Regions from separate parts of the Sus scrofa genome. Here region 1 is linked to region 2. A link is a contact called in public Hi-C data. All regions are on one chromosome and are shown on one strand. The core of a region is the stretch at or near the end of the contact, and the rest is flanking DNA. Distances in the headings are between cores, read along the strand shown. Region 1 holds the start of CFAP100 (cilia- and flagella-associated protein 100). Region 2 overlaps LOC106508724 (a long non-coding RNA gene).

Evidence for each region. Hi-C and Micro-C count contacts between places; a contact is called where the count stands out from the background.
Region 1: a contact with region 2 is called in a Hi-C map of embryonic fibroblasts, with 5 times the contacts expected there. The contact joins the promoter of CFAP100 here to the enhancer-like site in region 2. A contact is called at or near these places in 2 of 5 promoter capture datasets (both in liver), 20 of 47 Hi-C or Micro-C datasets (adipose tissue, alveolar macrophages, brain and 7 more) and 1 of 2 datasets of contacts at active chromatin or transcription factors (skeletal muscle).

What each region holds. Positions count from the first base shown.
Region 1 is chr7:53,907,859-53,911,804 of Sscrofa11.1, forward strand. It overlaps CFAP100 (cilia- and flagella-associated protein 100), which reads left to right and starts at 1,495. Exons shown (of 15, transcript XM_021098950.1): 1 at 1,495-1,621; 2 at 2,733-2,843. The coding sequence starts at 2,753.
Region 2 is chr7:53,835,991-53,840,036 of Sscrofa11.1, forward strand. All of the region lies in intron 2 of LOC106508724 (a long non-coding RNA gene), which reads right to left. Among named protein-coding and RNA genes, the nearest start is that of ALDH1L1, 43 kb to the left of the region's middle. Within about 2 kb of position 2,256, at least 6 of the 83 cell types and tissues checked have an H3K27ac peak or open chromatin away from gene starts, as enhancers often do. A contact at or near this core is called in alveolar macrophages and embryonic fibroblasts, where this site is marked.

The sequences.
Region 1 (3,946 bases), core at 245-2,744, 71 kb after region 2:
AAACACACCAGCTCCAGTTCTCCTGGGCACCACCTGCACCTCTGACACTCTCCTGGGCTGGGGGCCCCTGTCTTTGGAGTCCCCACCTATCACTGAAGAAGCTCTCCCCACCCCGCTTGCCGCCAGGGTGGAGGTGGGACCCTGAGACACAGAGTGTGGACAGGTGACCCAGGTGTTGCGGGTCAGAGTCACATCAGGTGTGCCTCCCCCATGACATGCCTGCTGCAGCTTTGGGCTTGCTGGCCACACCATCTCCCAGCCTGGCTCCCACCCTGTGCAGCAGGGGTAAGTGCCCTGGCCTTTTTCCCTAATTGGCTATTGTTGATTTCTGTTTCTGATCCCAGTAACTCTGGCTGCTACCCCGTCTTCTCCTTTTTGGTTTGTCTCTTTTCCAGATTTCTGAAGTCCCATTAAGAACTCGTGTGGTGTTTGAGAGAAATCCTCTCAGAACTGTGCTCTCCCTCCTCAGTCACCCTCATCAAAGCCTGTTGTGGCTGCTGGCCCCTAACCCTATGCCCAGCAACGTGCTCTGATAGCTCGGAAGGACGCCAGGCTGCCAAGATAGGTGGTGGCTGGGTCATTAGAATGGCAAGCTGCCTGAGTGGGGGGACCGTCTGTCCAGGGTATCTGATTCCAGCTGCTGATACCCTCCACGTGTATACACATACACACACACACACACACACACACACACACACACACCACATGTGTGGCTTAACAGATTGGAAGCCCCCACACTGTAGTTACTGCCCGTGAGGTCCTGGCACTCCGAGGGTGATTCAGGGAGGGTGATTCCGCTCCCCTGGCAGAACTGGGCTCCCTGCCCTGATTTTGCCCCCAGCTCAATCTATAAATTTCCCAGATATGTGAGCAGGGCTGGGTGACTATGGTCAAATTCAAGGACGGGCCTCCTGCTGTGTGGTGTGAAACAGGGCCCTGAGCCAGAGAGGCGAGGAAGGCAGCCCCTGGTGCCCATGGCCACAACAGCTGGTGAACCTGGGCAATCAAACGGGGGTCCCGCCCTCTGTTTATAAACTTAGACAAAAACTCTGCCTTTATTATATGTCTCTGGCACCCTAAGGGGCAGTGGTTCTTCAACCTGAGCTAGCATAGCAATCACCAGGCGATCTCGTCACAGCCCAGATCCCCGGATCTGCCTGCCCCCAGAGTTTCTGCTTCGGGGTCCAGCAGAGCATTGTTTTTTCTAACGAGTTCCCAGCATTTGAGATGCTGTGGCCCGATACCACACTTTAAGAGGCACACTTTAAGAAAGTGAGGTCCACTCCACGGGAATGATCAGGTCTGTCTCTGTACTACGTGCATCCTGGTGCACAGTGAAAGAATCAGCCAGAAAATGAAGGAAAAAGAGCCGGAGGGGCGTAAAATGATGACAGAGTAAGGAAACCCAGGAACCGGGGAGCCGGCTGCTTCCAAGCGGTCACGCGCTGCCCTCCTGCGGCCAGGGAGCTGCCGGCCCTCCGCGACTTTTGTGATGTCACAACCCCGCCCGCCAGGAGAACGGTTGCCTTGACGACGTAAACTGACCGCCTGGGCGCGCGCGTGCGCAGAGTCGGGTTCAGCGGCTCTGAGACTTCTGAGCGAGCGCAGGCGTGCGGGGCCGGTGAGGGCGCGCCAGACCTGGATGCGGGGGCGCGCAGGGTCGGGGCGGGGTGTGTGCAGGGGTGGGCAGGCTAGGCGGCGGGCGCGCGGAGTCGGGATGGGGTGTGTGCGGGGTAGTGGGGGCTGCAAGTGAGACGGGGGTATGCTTGGTCGGGGTCCGTTGTGTGCTGGCGGGGCGGGGCGGGCAGTCGTGCGGGGTAGGGGCGGGGTTTGTGCGGTGGGGCGGCAGTCGGGGCGAGGTGGGGGAGGCGGGCAGGAGAGGTAGGGGGAGGTGGGGGGGAGGCGGGGCGGGGGGGAGGCTGTAGGGGTAGGGGCAGACACCTAGAGCGCCCCTCCAAGCCTTGGTTGCAGGGGCCCTCCTTACTCGCAGTGTACCAGCTGTATCACATACTCAGCCAGCTAGCCATCCCTCCCTAGCTCCAGGCCCGTGCACCCTTGCCATACAGCAGATGGCCAAGGTGGGGTTGTTGGGAGGCCTGGTAGTGCTAGCCCGCGCCAACGGGTGTAAGTAGGCTTTGGAGTCGAGGAATCTTGGGGTGGAGTCCAGCCTTGGCCCTTTCCGGGTGTGTGACTTTGAACAGCCTGCTGAATCTCTGCTTAGGTTTCTCTTCTGCAAAAAGAAAACTCACTTGTTCAGTAAACAGTTAAGAAGCTCCAAGCTCTTACCGGAGGCTTGATGAGCACTGGGCTGCAAATCAATGGGTAGCTGCCTGTTTTCATGGAGTTTACATTCTAGGGGGAAGATAGGCAAGAAATTGCTTTTTTAAGTGATAAATCAAACATTGGTAATTGCAGAGAAGAAAAGAAAATGAGGTCACATGGGAGTGGATGGAGTGTTGAGAGGATACTTCCTGGAAGGAGTGAGGCTTGAGTTCAGATCTGGGTGCGGGAGAGGACAGAGCTGGGGCAGACCAGGGCTGGCAGGCCCTGGGAACAGAGATGAGGCACAGCTGCTGGAATGGGGCCCAGGAGGGGAGAGAGGATGGGGGGTGGGAGCAAGGAGCTGCAGGTGCTGGGCACCTGGTGAGCCCTCAGTAAATGCTAGCTGTTCTCAGTCACTGCCGGGCAGGGGACTGGGGACTGCTTGGCTCAAGCAGTGTGTTTCTCCCCAGGTTGGAATCTCCTTTAGCCAATGTCAAGTTTCTCAGTGAGAGCTTCCTCCTTTGCCCGGATGTCCAAGATCCTGCTTCCTACCCTGTCCAAGGACCTGTCTTTGCATAACAGTAAGTGCTGGGCTGGGGTCTCTCAGCGTCACAGGCAGCCTTGGGCACCTGTGGCAGTGAGGTCTAGATGTTATCAAGGCGCACAGTGATTCTAAATCAGCCATGAAGCAGGAATCTCAGACTTCCCTGGTTCTGCAGAAACTCCTTGTTTTATTTCCTAGAGCTGCTGTAACGAAGTTCCGCCCCAGGCTGGGGCCTTAAACAACAGGTTTATTGTTTCATAGTTCTGGGGGCTGGAAGTCCACAATCAAGGTGCCAGGGGCAGGGCTGGATCCTTTGGGAGGCCACGAGGGGGACTCTGTTCCATGCTTTCCCCCAGTGTCTGGGGGTTTGTGGGTGATTTTTGTTGTCTGGCTTGCAGAAGCATTAGCTTCGTCTCTGCCTTCACCTTCACTTGGTGTTCGATCTCCCCTTCTTGTTGGGGACAGCAGTCATGTTGGAGTGGGCACCCACACTGCCCCAGGATGACCTCAGGCTTAGTTTCATCGGCAAACACCCAGACAGGGTCACATTCTGGAAGGGAGTTAGGATTTCAGATCTTCAAAAGCTTTCATTTTGGGGGATACAATTCACCCAGTAACAGGTGTTGAGGAAGGTGCCGCCGTGGAGGTGCCCCTCCCGCTTTCCTGCAGCCAGGGCTACAGACTGAGCCGAGAAGGTGCCAGCTGGCCACGGCCCTTGTGTGAGGTAGGTGCACATGGCCAGGTGCCCCTTGGGTGGCACACGCTGGGCTGCTTGGGCTGAGGGACAACACCGTGCCCTCCATGTACACACACCTCACGCCTTCCGCCTCTCATTTCGTTTGTTTTTGACTAGATGAAGTACTTCTGTGGTTCAAAACTCAGGTGTGTTCATAGCCGTCCTGGTGAAAAGCCCTACTTGTCCCCCAACAGTCAGTGTCCCTGATGGGAGGTGCCTGGCGTGTCCTTCTCTCCTTCCAAGCGTGACACTCACCATGCTCATACCCTGCACACATATGAGCAAATGCACTGGGAGACAGCGTGTCCTTTTCTCACACAAGCGGCCACACAGCCAAACCACTCCCTGGGACTTGTTTGCCTGTGAACCAGATGCTGTGGAAACCTCCTTAGCAGGACATTGTG
Region 2 (4,046 bases), core at 1,006-3,505:
TCGATGTAATACACCACATTAATAGGATGAAGGGTGAGAACCACATGATCATCTCAATAGATGTACAAAAAGCATTAACAAAATCTGATACTCTTTCATGGTAAAAAAGACCACTCAAAAATAGAAGGGGATTTCCTCAGCACAATAAAGGGCATTTATGAAAAACCACAGCCAACATCATGCTCAGTGATGAAAGACAGATTTTGATCTATGCTCAGAATAAGGTAAGGATGCCTGCTTTCACAACTGCTATTCAACACTGTACCAGAGGTTTCAGCCAGAGCAATTAAGGAAGAAAAGGAAATAAATAAAAGTCATCCAAGTTGGGAAGGAAGCAAAACTTTCTCTCTTCACAGATGACATGATACATGGACAATCCAAAGATTGCACCAAAACCCTACTGGAGCCAACATACATTTAGCAGAGGTGAAGCATATAAAATATCAATATATAAAATTACGTTTCTATATATCAGCAACGAACAAGCTGAAAAAGAAATTAAGAAAGTAATTCCATTTATAATAGCATCCAAAAGAATAAAATACTTAGGAATAGATTTAACCAAAAAGCGGAAAGATTTGTATGTTAAAAACTATGAATGCTCAAAGAAATTAAAGAAGATCTAAATAAATGCAAAGACACCCTATGTTCCTTGATTGAAAGACTTACTATTGGTAAGATGTTATGATATACTCAAAGCAATCTACAGGTTTTATGCAATCCCTTTCAAAATTCCAACAGATTTTTTGTTTCTTTCAGGAATGGAAAAGCAAACTCTCAAATCCATACATAAATGGGGGCATGAAGAGAGCCAAAAATAATTTGGTCAACAACCTAAATAAAAATACTTAGAGGGAAACATGGGGACAGTGGGCTCTTAGATATGACACCAAAAGCACAAGCAAAAAAGAATAAAATAGATAAATTGGATTTCATCAAAACTAAAACTTTTGGACATCAAAGAACATTCTCAGGAAAGTGAAAAAGACACCTACACAATGATAGAAAATATTTGCAAATTGCACATCTGATAAGGGTCTACTGTCCAGAATATATAAAGGACTTTTAATACTCAACAAACAAAACAACAAACCACTTTAAAAATGAGCAAAACATCTGTACAGGTATTTTTCCAAAAAACACATACAAATGGTCAAAGGCACATGAAAATATGTTCAACATCATTAGTCACTAGGAAAATGCAAAACCAAGTCACAGTGAGATACCGTTTCACACCCAATAGGACATGTGTAATTAAAACAAAAACCAGACCGAAAATGACAAATATTGGTAAGTACTACGGTCTGGATGTTTATGTCCCCACAAAATCCATGTGCTGAAATCCTCATTCCTTACTGTCTCACAGACTTTGAAAAAATTACGTTCTCCAAATGAGACAGATTAGGGAGTGGGGGGATGGGCTGGGATGGAAATGCTATAAAATTGGGTTGTGATGATCGTTGTGCAACTATAAATGTAATAAAATTCATAAAAAAGAAAAAAAAATCCTCATTCCTGATGTGATGGTATTAGGACATGGGGCCTTTGGGAAGTACTTACGTCAGGAAAGTGATTAATGCCCTTTTAAAGGACCCCACAGAGCTCCCTTGTCCCCTCCACCCTGTGAGGACATAGAAAACGCCAGCTATGGACCAGGAAGAAGGGCCTCACCAGGCCACATTGGCACCCTGATGTTGATGGCCAGCCTCCAGAACTGTAAGAAATAAATGCCTGGAGTTCCCATCATGGCTCTGCAGAAATGAATTTGACTAGTATCTATGAGAACACAGGTTCGATCCTTGGCCTGGCTCAGTGGGTTAAGGATCCGGCGTTGCCATGAGCTGTGGTGTAGGTCACAGAGGTGGCTTAGACCTGGCATTGCTGTGGCTGTGGTGTAGGCTGGCAGCTGCAGCACCCATTCAACCCCTAGCCTGTGAACATCCATATGCCACAGGTGTGACCCCAAAAAGACCAAAAAAAAAAAAAAGATAGAAATGCCTGTTATTTATATTCCACCCAGGCTGTGGTGTTTTATTGTTAAAGCAGTCCTAATAGACTAAGATGGCAAGAAAATGAAGAAATGGGAAGCCTTGCAAAACAATTCAGCTACTGTGGATGAATGTGTAGAAGCTCTCCAAAAGTTGAACATGAGTAATTAAATGACTCAGCAATTCCACTTCTAGGTATTTACCCAAAGGATTGAAAACAGATACTCAACACATGATCATAGCAGCACTATTCACGTGATCATAGCAGCACTATTCACAGCCCCTGAGTGTATGAGGGAAGACGTGCCTGTGACACACATACAATAGATATCACCTGATGGAAACTCAGCTGCGTGTTCTGCAAGTCAGTCCTGATGCTGTCCACCCAGCATTAGTGTCAGACCCCAAGGCTGCCCACTTCAAGTTGCAAATCTCAGGGGGTGCTCAGGCCGCCACGCTTCAGGGGTTCCTGTGAAACTTGAGGTTCAATAATTCACTAGAATGACTCACAGATCCAAGGAAAGTGTGATATTTATGATTGCGGTTTTATCATAAAGGGTATAGATCAGATCAGAAGGACCAGGTAAATGAAGAAATAGGCCAGTCTGGGAATAACCAGACGACCCGTGGTCTCCTTGTGGAATAATGGTGTGTCCCCTCCTGACAGATCCATGTGCCAAGGACCAAGGGGGTCAAAGACCTATACACTGAAAACTACAAAACACTGATAAGGGTAATTGAAGATGATTCAAAGAAATGGAAAGACAATCCATGTTCTTGGATTATAAGAATTAATATAGTTAAAATGACCACTAAAATGGCCACACTACCCAAAGAAATCTACAGAGTTAATGTGATCCCTATCAAATTACCCAGGACATTTTTCAGAACAAATAATCCTGAAATGTACATGGAATTACAAAAGACCCAGAATTGCCAAATCAATTCTGAAGAAAAAGAATGAAGCAGGAGGCGTAACCCTTCCTGACTTCAGACAACACTACAACAGCTACAGTAACCAAGACAGTGTGCTACTGGTGCCAAAATAGACATACAGACCAGTGCTTAAAGACTTAAACATAGGACATGACACCATAAAACTCCTAACAGCAGGCAAAAAATTCTCTGACATAAATCGTACCAATGTTTTCTTAGGTCAGTCTCCCATGCAACAGAAATAAAAGAAAAAAATAAACGAATGGGATGTAATCAAACTTACAAGTTTTTGCACAGCAAAGGAAACCATCAACGAAATGAAAAGACAAACTGCAGAAAGGGAAAAAAAATTGCAAATGATGTGACCAAGAAGGGCTTAATTTCCAAAATATATAAATAGCACATACAACCCAACAACAAAAAATCCAATCAAAACATGGACAGAAGCCGTAAACAGACCTTTTTCCAAAGAAGACAATGGATAAAGGACACATGAAAAGATGCTTAACATCACTAATTTTTAGAATGGTCAGACTGTTTAGAATGGCCATAATCAAAAAGTCTGTGAACAATAAATGCTGGAAAGGGTGTGGAGAAAAGAGATCCCTCCTACACTGTTAGTGGGAATGCTGGTTGATGCAGTCACTTTGGAAAACAGCACAGAGGATCCTCAAAAAACCAAAAATAGGAGTTCCCTTGTAGCTTACAGGGTTAAGGATCTGGCATTGTCACTGCAGTGCCTTGGGTCACTGCTGTGGCGCTGGTTTGATCCCTGACCCAGGAACTTCCACATGCAGCCACCCCCCCCAAAAAAAACACCCCAAAACAAACCTAAAAATAGAGTTGCCATATAATCTAGCAATCCCATTCCTGGGCATATATCTGGATGAAACTATAATTCAAAAAAATACATACACTGCTACATTCATGGCATCACTATTCACAATAGCCAAGACATGGAAGCAACCTAGATGTCTATCTACAGAAGAATGGATAAAGAAGATGTGGTACATATACACAATGGAATACTACTCAGCCATAAAAAGGAAATAATGCCATTTACACAACATGGTTAGATCTAGAGATTCTCATACTAAGTGAAGGAAGTCAGAAGGAGAAAGA